3 separate regions of the Mus musculus genome follow, and all the other regions are linked to region 3. A link is a contact called in public Hi-C and Micro-C data. All regions are on one chromosome and are shown on one strand. The core of a region is the stretch at or near the end of the contact, and the rest is flanking DNA. Distances in the headings are between cores, read along the strand shown. Region 1 has its middle 23 kb from the start of Gm39350. Region 2 has its middle 21 kb from the start of Gm39350. Region 3 has its middle 7.5 kb from the start of Gm34322.

Region 1 (2,711 bases), core at 210-2,709, 180 kb before region 3:
CCCTGCCTCACCACTCCTGTGGTACTGATGTGGAAACTGAAGCGTAGAGAACCTCGGACTGAGCTGGGTTACCTGGCCAGCATGTCTTCAGACCCCTTGCTTCTACTCTCTGCTGCCTCTGAGTTTAAACACCCCTCCCTGCTCCAGGCTGCTCAGCCCCAAACTGTCACTTCCACCTTCTCCTCCCCTCTTAACTTTCCCAAAGTGAATATCATTATTAATATTATTTGCCTAATTAACACATTGGCTGAATGACAGAAAACATGCAAACAGGTTTTGCCAGAGAAACTCTGTCTGATTAAAACTGCAGCCCGTCTAATTAGATGGAGATTTCTTCATTACCTTCCCCATTTTTAGATGAGCCAGCTCCCTCCCCTGCTCCTCCTGTCCCCACTTCCCTGTAAGGTGGCTCAGCTGATGAAAGTGTTTGCTGCACAAGGATGAGGACGGGAGTTCGAATCCCCAGCAGCCATGTAAGTGCTCAGTGTGCACAGCAGCACCCCTGCAATCCCAGCAGGAGGGAGGCAGAGGCAGCCTATCCCTGGAGCAAGCTAACTAGCTGCGTCCACCGCAGGCGTTTGCATCATGTGCACATACATGCTAACATGCATACCTACTCCCACATGCCCCTTGCCTGGAGCACACACACACACACAAAGAACAATGGTTAGGAGCCCTTACTGAAAACCTGTGCTGGTGAGAGCTTTCCCACATGGAAGTCTTCCAGAGGGAGTATTGTTGCCATTTTGCAGATGAGAACACTGAGGCTTCCAGGGAATGGGCCTGGAGTAGACTTTTCAGACCCAGCCCATTCCAGCTGCCACAGCAGTTTCCCCTCAGCCTTTCCTCATTCCTCTGCCATCCATCTTTCTACAGTTGTTAGGAAGCACAAAGTGAAGTTCCATGACCAAGCCCAGGGTGGGGCCAGGGCTGTCCAGAGATGTCCTAAGCTGAGGTCAGCCAGAGTTGTGTGAGTGGCATCTACAAGAGCCTCAAGAATGTGGGAGCCCAAATTGGGAGGGTGCCGGGGCACACTGTGGTGAATGAGGTCAGACACAGTTAGGGGTGGGGCTGCCAGGTAACCTGAGACAAGTAGGCTAGAGTGGGGTTACTGGAAGGAGATGCTCTGGTGCTCTTGCCTCTGAAGACGGTCCCATGATTGTGTGAGGTACTTTACATGTGTGTGTCTCTTCCCTAGAGCCAGATGTAAGATCTCCACGCTTTGCAGATGAGGAAACAGGCTCAGAGAGGTTGAGAAACAGGGGCAAGGTCACACAGCTTAGAACAGCCTGCTAGTTTCCTGTGGGAACAGGAATGGCTTGTTTCTGGTGACTCTCAAAGCGCTCAGGGCCCAGTGGGCGGTAGCTGAGAAGCTGGGGGCCTGCCTGTCTCTGCAGTGGTTTGAGGCCTGTGGGCCAATTTTACCAGGAAGCCTAAACCCCCTAGGGAGCATGATCAGAGGCCGGCAGACAAGCCTCATTAGCCGGATCCAGAGCGCGGTGCGTCACCATGGCAGCCAGCCTGGTGCAGGCCAGGTGGTTTTTATTACCAAACTTGGAAAACTTTATGGTGGCGCCAACAATGGATCTTTATTCTGCTGTTAATAGCGTGTCTCTTATTAGCATGCATCTCTCTCCCTCCTTAATAACCTTTACATTTCCAAACTGCATTTATAATTAAGTCATTAATCCCTTACTGGAATTTCTTGGGGTTTTTTTGTGGTTTTTTTTTTTTTGTTGTTGTTGTTGTTGTTTTTTCCCATGAGCAGCAAACCAGAAGTCCCCTCTGCCTGTTGAGAAAGGAGGCCGAGCGCTCCGGAAGTGCTCTGAGAATGTCATCCCAAGTTACGGGATCCTAGCCATGGGCTGATAAGCTCAGGTTTGAGGAGGACCCGTTACTGAGGGGCTCAGAGTCAGGGCAGGGGTCTTCTCTTACCCTCAGTGGCTTCCCTACCAAGAGGTAATCTGGAACCTGAGAGCTGTTGACTCAGGAGAACAGTTATTGCCAGGGTAGTGAGGGTGGGGGGTCTCAAAGGGTCAGCAATGCGCTCGCTCAGTGAGTTGTAGCTGGGTGGGTTTACAGGTGCTGAGGTCCCGGCTGTCTCAGAGACACAAGAAGTACATTTATCAACCCCTGGGTCTCTAGAGTGGATTGAACTATGTCCTATCGGATTCATATGTCAGCGACTCCTTAGACCTCAGGACTTCTATCTGGGCTCAGCTTTTATAGCGGTGAAGTAAAAAGAGGGCGTTGAGGTAAACCTTAATCCAGTAAGACTGTGTCCTTAGAAGAGGAGGAATTTAGGACACAGTATTTACAGTGGGGGTTGAGGGGACAGTGGGAAGGCACAGGAAGGAGATAGCCATCTCTAAGCCCAGGAAAGAAGGCCTCAGAAGACATCAGCCTGCCCTCTCTTGACCGTGGATGGCGGCCTCCAGACCTGGAGGAAACTGATTTCCTCTGTCACTGACAGCCTGTGGTCCTCCATTTTAGCAGGCCTGGTGAGCTCAAATAGCCTTCTTTCTTTCCCAGTACATTCTGGGTCCTCCATGGATCTGTTCCTGGGATCTTTGAGCATCCAGAGGAGGAAAGCTTGACTTCCCAGCTCTGCCCCAGCCCTAGCTTAGGGAAACATCTCCACAGACACTAGGGTAGGGGTAGGGGGTTGCTCTATCTGGTCCCCACCAGCTCCTGACTGCCAGAGTTGGTCT
Region 2 (2,728 bases), core at 228-2,727, 140 kb before region 3:
GAGGACCTGAGGAACAGACAGGTGAACTCAGAACCAGGTCGAACTCAACTTAGGGGCGTGTCCTAGCTAGCGTTAACTGTTCATTCAATTTAGCTGAGAATAACCTGAGAATGGAGTAACAGGTTAGAGGTAGCCTCATCAAAGTGGCCTGTGTGTATGCATTGTCTTGGCTGTTAGGTATTTATATGCATGGGTGTGGTGTGGTGTGGTGTGTGTGTGTGTGTGTGTGTGTGTGTGTGTGTGTGTGTGTGTGTGTATTTCAACACTGTGGGCGGTGCCATTCCCTAGGCAGGTGGTCCTGGGCTGTCTAAGAAGGCTAGCTATGAATGAGAAGGCAACACTTCTCCATGGTTTCTGCTATACTCCTTCAGCTCTAAGTTCTCAAGTCCTGCCCTCAGGTTCCTACCTTGAGTTTCCTCCATGATGGAATGCAACCTGTAAGCTGAAAGAAACCTTCCCCTCCTCTGAGTTTCTTTTGATCCAAGTCATAGTAACAAAAAGGGAACTACAGCAGGAGAAATGGTTAGGGGAAGCTTCACGAAGATGTCTGACCCAGGCGGTACTGACTGGAACCGACTCTTTTCCTATCCTGTTCTACTGACAACCTGCTCTTCCCAGGCTCAGAATAGAGACTTACCAAAGGTTCTTCCATGTGTTTGCCTTGCAGAGAGCTTAAGGTAAATGAGGCATCTCTGGTGGATGAACGAAGACCTGCCTCCCCCCCCCCCCCCCACTCTCCCATGTCAGCAGCATGATGACCAAAATCTCTTGCTAGGAGTCAGAATTCTGAATCTGCCATACCTTGCCATACCTGGAAGAGATCTGTGGAAGTCTCTGGGCCCGGGAGACACCCGTCTTAGTAAGAAATGAAAACCAGCCTTCCTAGCCTGTGAGAGGAAACTCTGATAGTGTTATGGGACACGGGTAGGTCACATCCCAAGTCCTTAATGGAAGGCTGAGATTCAAGACTCCTCCTTCAGACTTGGCCTTGGCATCTCCACGCCTGCCTCTTACCGTGCAATCCTTCGCAGCCCTCCCTCCCGCCTCCTTCATTTCCTGGCTCCTACCACATTCTTCAACACCCCTTTAAAAATTAAGGGTGCAGCAGGGGCGGGGGCAGCCTTGGAAACAGATAAGAGGTAATTGCCTGCCTTTGACTCCTCTTGATGCGAAAATAGGACGGGAATGACTCAGTCTGGTTGAAAGGTTAGTTGAAGGTTATTACAGGAAAATTGTTATTCATACATTTTTCCCCCTGTGCGGTGGATAGCCTAAAAGATTAAATTCACAGAGTGCGTAATGACCCATCAGGGCGGACAATGGTAGGGGCGTCCCGGGGGAGGGGAGATAACGTAGCACAGAGACTTCTCTGAATAATTCATGCTCCAGTGCCCGGCACCAGCAGATTACAGGAGGGTTTTCATTAGAGAGGAGACGAGAGAACAGAATGTGCTTTCAGAGCAGCGCCTGTTTCTCTGCACCGTGGGCAGCTCTGGCCCGGTTTGCTGTGGCTTCAATCAACGCCTATTCCTCATCTTGGCAGCCCTGGGAGGGTGGCAAATGGGATAAGAGGGCATCATTGTTCCTTATAAGGCAGGGGAGTGATGGCCCGTGCTCCTCCTGAGCCCTGATGCTCAAAAGGGTCTAGATGAAGAAGCTGAGGACAGGTTTACCCACGGGGCGTTGGATGCATAGGAAAAAATGCACACAACCGTGAGGACAAGAGTATGGGAAAGGGATGCCAGGGTGTTCCGCGGATGTCCTCTCCTGTCCCCAGTGCCTTTCTTGCCCTCTCCCGAGGCTACCAGGTGATCCCACCTGTCATTTCCACCCCCAGTTGTCAGTACGAGAAGCTCTGGCTGGCAGATGCTCAAAAGCCTCTTGATATAAACAGGGCTCCAAAGGCAGAGGCCCCAGCCCCCAACTCCTGCACCATCTCTGCTGGTAGAAAGATGGAGATCCAGGCCTAGGCCACCCAAGAATTCAAACTCTGATTCCATGACCTTGGCCTTTGGTATCTCTGTCTCTTTTCCCTGTGGAATAGACAGGGTAGTTCTCACAAACTGCACAGAGGACTAAGTTCATGGAGAAAGTATGGGGACAGGACTGAGCTTGGCTCCATGCCTGTTCCCAGACAGTCACCAGGTGAGACAATTTGCCCTCTCCTGGGTCTGTCTCCACAGAACTCGCAATGCCAGGCTAAGGCAGTCACAGCTAGGAGTTGTATGTCTTCTTCCTCTGGAGTGCAGAGTGGTCAAACAGAGGTCAGTGGAGTTGAGGGAAACCTCTGAAGATGGTTGCTTGGGACTTGGGGAAGGCACAGGCCACTTAAATCAAAGTGAACCGGGGTCCTTTATACGCCCTAGGCTGGGAACTCTTGGCCAGTGCTCATGTCAGGCAATGATTCAACAGGACAAGACCTGAACTGCTGTTTCTCAGGCAAGGCTGTGTAGACCTGGGGATATGGGACTAACCCAAGCTCACACAGTTGACAAGCCATTGAGGGTCACTTCCAAGCCTCCTGACTCTCTACCTCCAAGATTTTCATTTCTGCTGGGTCCCACAGCCTCAACTCTGCCAAAAAGTTATGAGATTCTGGCCTTGTTTCTCTTAAGGGATGGACTAGATGGTCCCTTCTGATTATGTAGGAGTTTGGTATTTGCCATCTGCTTATTGTCCCAGGTGGCAGTTGTCTCTAGGTATGTCTGTATATCACATGTCATTATCC
Region 3 (2,724 bases), core at 45-2,544:
AGGATGTAGCTGTGTGGCACTTGTGGATCAGGAGCTAATGGTCAGCACTCACAGAGTGAATTCAAGGCCTGCATGGATTGCAGGAGACCGTCTCAAAAACAAAACTAAACAAAAACAGAAAAAACAGAGAAAGTGGGGTGGGCCAGGGAGAGAAGGGTAAACCCTGCTACAGGGAAGAGTGGAAAACGCATCAGGTGACCTCTGACTTCTGAGCTCATCACTGTAGAGCAGAGCTCCCAGGCTCTGGGCAAATATGGAAAGGAGCCATGTGGAGCTTGCATGTGATCCTGTCTGCTGGCCTCCAGCCCACTGCTTCTCATATTAGGGTGACCAGGATCTGCCCCACAGGACCATGGCCTGGCACAGAGATTCATATCCTTTCTTTCCTCCATTGTCCCCTGGGGGTAATCCCTACCAGTCTCTGGTGACTGCTCTGTCCCTTGTCATCACTGAGTCTCTGGATGTAATGAAGTGGCATCAGCTATTGGTATAGTGTCAGAGCTGAAAGGACACCTTAAAAAGATCCTCTCACCCTCCCCGACAGATGGAACAGCAAATTATGTAGGGCCCTCCCTGTCTTAGTTTCTTTTCCTGTGACTTTGATTAAAAAATAGAAACTCTGAAAAAAGCAATGTAAAGGAAAAGGGCTTTATTTCAGCTTACAGTTTCAGGTTATAGTTCACGATGACAAAAGAGACATGAAGAAGCCGGAGTGGCAGCTGGTCACACTGTATCTACAGTCAGGAAGCAGAGAGCAATGGATGCTAGTCACACTGTACCTGCAGTCAGGAAGCAATGGAGGCTGGGGCTCAGCTCACTTTCTCCTTTTTATAGAGTCCGGGATCCTAGCTCATGGGAATGGTACCACCCACAGTGGGCAGGGTTTTCCATCTCAATTAGCCTAATCAACAGAATTCCCCTTAGTCATGCCCAGAGGCCCATCCCAGGTGATTCTAGATTCTGTCAAGTTGTCAACTGAGATTAACCATCACAGCTGCGCTCCAACTCAGCCAGCGGCAGCAGAACTCGGGGATGCTCATTACCCCTGGTTTCCTGGAAGAGATAAACCTTAAGCTCTTGCTTCTCTGTGTAGAGGGGGTCTGGAGAAAGTGCGGAGGGAGAAATGCCTAATGTTTCAGAGCAGAGTCATTTGTCATTTGCATGCTGAGTGCCCTACCCTAAGCAGGCTCAGCAAGAGGTTGCAGCTGGGCAGCCAGCCTTCCAGCTGTGTGAAGTAGGAGGGGGCGGGACACACAGCCTCTGAGCCTAGGCTGACAGCTCTGGAGAGTGCCCCTCCCACAGCAGAGTTGGTGCAATAGGTCTTGTGATGAGGACTCACTCAGACTTCACTACAGCAGTATGGGGGAGAGCAGCAACTGTAACTCCTCTCATGTTTTTTAAAGTCTGAAAAGCTGGGCAGTCTGAGCATGTCTTTAGTCCCAGTACTTGAGAGGCAAAGGCAGGCAGATTCCCCTGGTCTACAGAGCGAGTTCCAGGATAGCCAGGGCTGCACGGAGAAACCCTGTCTCAAAAACAAAACAAAGCAAAGCAAAGCAAAGCAAAGCAAAGCAAAGCAAAGCAAAGCAAAGCAAAGCAAAGCAAAGCAAAGCAAAGCAAAGCAAAGCAAAGCAGAACAGACATCTAAAGGCTGACTCTGTAGCTCAGAGAGTATGTGCCTAGCATCCCCCTGCACCCCCAGCATGGCATAAATCCAAGGTAATGGTACATGCCTATGATCTTGGCACTTGGAAGGTAGAGGAACAGAGATGTTAGAGTCATCCTTGGCTACATAGTGAGTTCAAGAATAGCCTGGGCTAGAGATTCTATTTTTTTTTAAATGAATTTTTTTTTTTTTTAAAGCCATGAACTCTGAAAGAATACCAAAATGAAGAGGACAGCAGTTTGACTATAACCCTGTGTCTGGGACACAGTGGCCTCTATCATTGTCACTCTTTTTCTTCTTGTTTATCTATATCTCCCCAATTCTCCACAGTCTGAATTCATTGTCATTTCAAATTGATAATACAGTAAAGCACAAGGTATGCACACACTGTGGGGATAGCCACCTCCATACTGGGGAAGAAAACTGAAGGCGGGCAAAGCCCGGGACTCAAGTCTGAGGCCCGGAGGGAGGCAATGCCCCCTCTGTGAGTAGTGCAGATCCCTGCCTGGACCGCCCAGCTCACTGGCTTGTTCCGGCTGTGCCTGGCTCAGACAATGTGAATGCACAATCATTCATTATAACTCAATTACAGTGATTAAAGCTGGTGGCATGCAGAGGCAGGAGGGAGTGTTGCCAACAAAATTTACACTCCGTGTCATCAGCAAGAGATAACAGCAGCTGACAGCCCGCTGCCTCCCCTGCCATCTGCTCAGCCTGGCCGCCTGAGGGGCAAGAGCAGCCGCTGTGCTCACGGTGGCCTAGAGTGCTGAGATGAGCCGCCTTGGGGCTGGGCTAGGACTTGAGCGGGGTGCCCATGGGTGTAAGGCAAATGGGGGCCTGGGCCCCTCCACACAGCTGATCTGACATCCAGCATGCAGAATGGGGTTGTGGTAGAGCAGAACTAAGGCTGTTCTGGGGTTTTTGTCTATGGTGGCACAGGTTGGCTTTCTGAGATCTGGTTTCCCCTCCATGTTCTAGGAGGGAAACTGAGGCACAGATACACAAAGGACAAATCAATTAAGACAGTCATCTGGGACAGAGTCGTAGCTCAGACCCTCCCC

What was found. Hi-C and Micro-C count contacts between places; a contact is called where the count stands out from the background.
Region 1: a contact with region 3 is called in a Micro-C map of muscle stem cells, with 6 times the contacts expected there. The contact joins two enhancer-like sites. A contact is called at or near these places in 5 of 484 Hi-C or Micro-C datasets (embryonic stem cells, muscle stem cells, nephron progenitors and 1 more) and 2 of 115 datasets of contacts at active chromatin or transcription factors (double positive thymocytes and embryonic stem cells).
Region 2: a Hi-C map of the N1E-115 cell line shows a contact between it and region 3, with 2.9 times the contacts expected there. The contact joins two enhancer-like sites. A contact is called at or near these places in 1 of 484 Hi-C or Micro-C datasets (the N1E-115 cell line), 3 of 115 datasets of contacts at active chromatin or transcription factors (bone marrow-derived dendritic cells, embryonic basal ganglia and embryonic stem cells) and 1 of 9 other capture datasets (embryonic stem cells).

The regions. Positions count from the first base shown.
Region 1 is chr9:61,617,414-61,620,124 of GRCm38.p6, reverse strand. No RefSeq gene overlaps it. Among named protein-coding and RNA genes, the nearest start is that of Gm39350, 23 kb to the right of the region's middle. Within about 2 kb of position 1,459, at least 79 of the 459 cell types and tissues checked have an H3K27ac peak or open chromatin away from gene starts, as enhancers often do. A contact at or near this core is called in muscle stem cells, where this site is marked.
Region 2 is chr9:61,572,525-61,575,252 of GRCm38.p6, reverse strand. No RefSeq gene overlaps it. Among named protein-coding and RNA genes, the nearest start is that of Gm39350, 21 kb to the left of the region's middle. Within about 2 kb of position 1,477, at least 65 of the 459 cell types and tissues checked have an H3K27ac peak or open chromatin away from gene starts, as enhancers often do. A contact at or near this core is called in the N1E-115 cell line and embryonic basal ganglia, where this site is marked.
Region 3 is chr9:61,433,836-61,436,559 of GRCm38.p6, reverse strand. No RefSeq gene overlaps it. Among named protein-coding and RNA genes, the nearest start is that of Gm34322, 7.5 kb to the left of the region's middle. Within about 2 kb of position 1,294, at least 131 of the 459 cell types and tissues checked have an H3K27ac peak or open chromatin away from gene starts, as enhancers often do. A contact at or near this core is called in the N1E-115 cell line, embryonic basal ganglia and muscle stem cells, where this site is marked.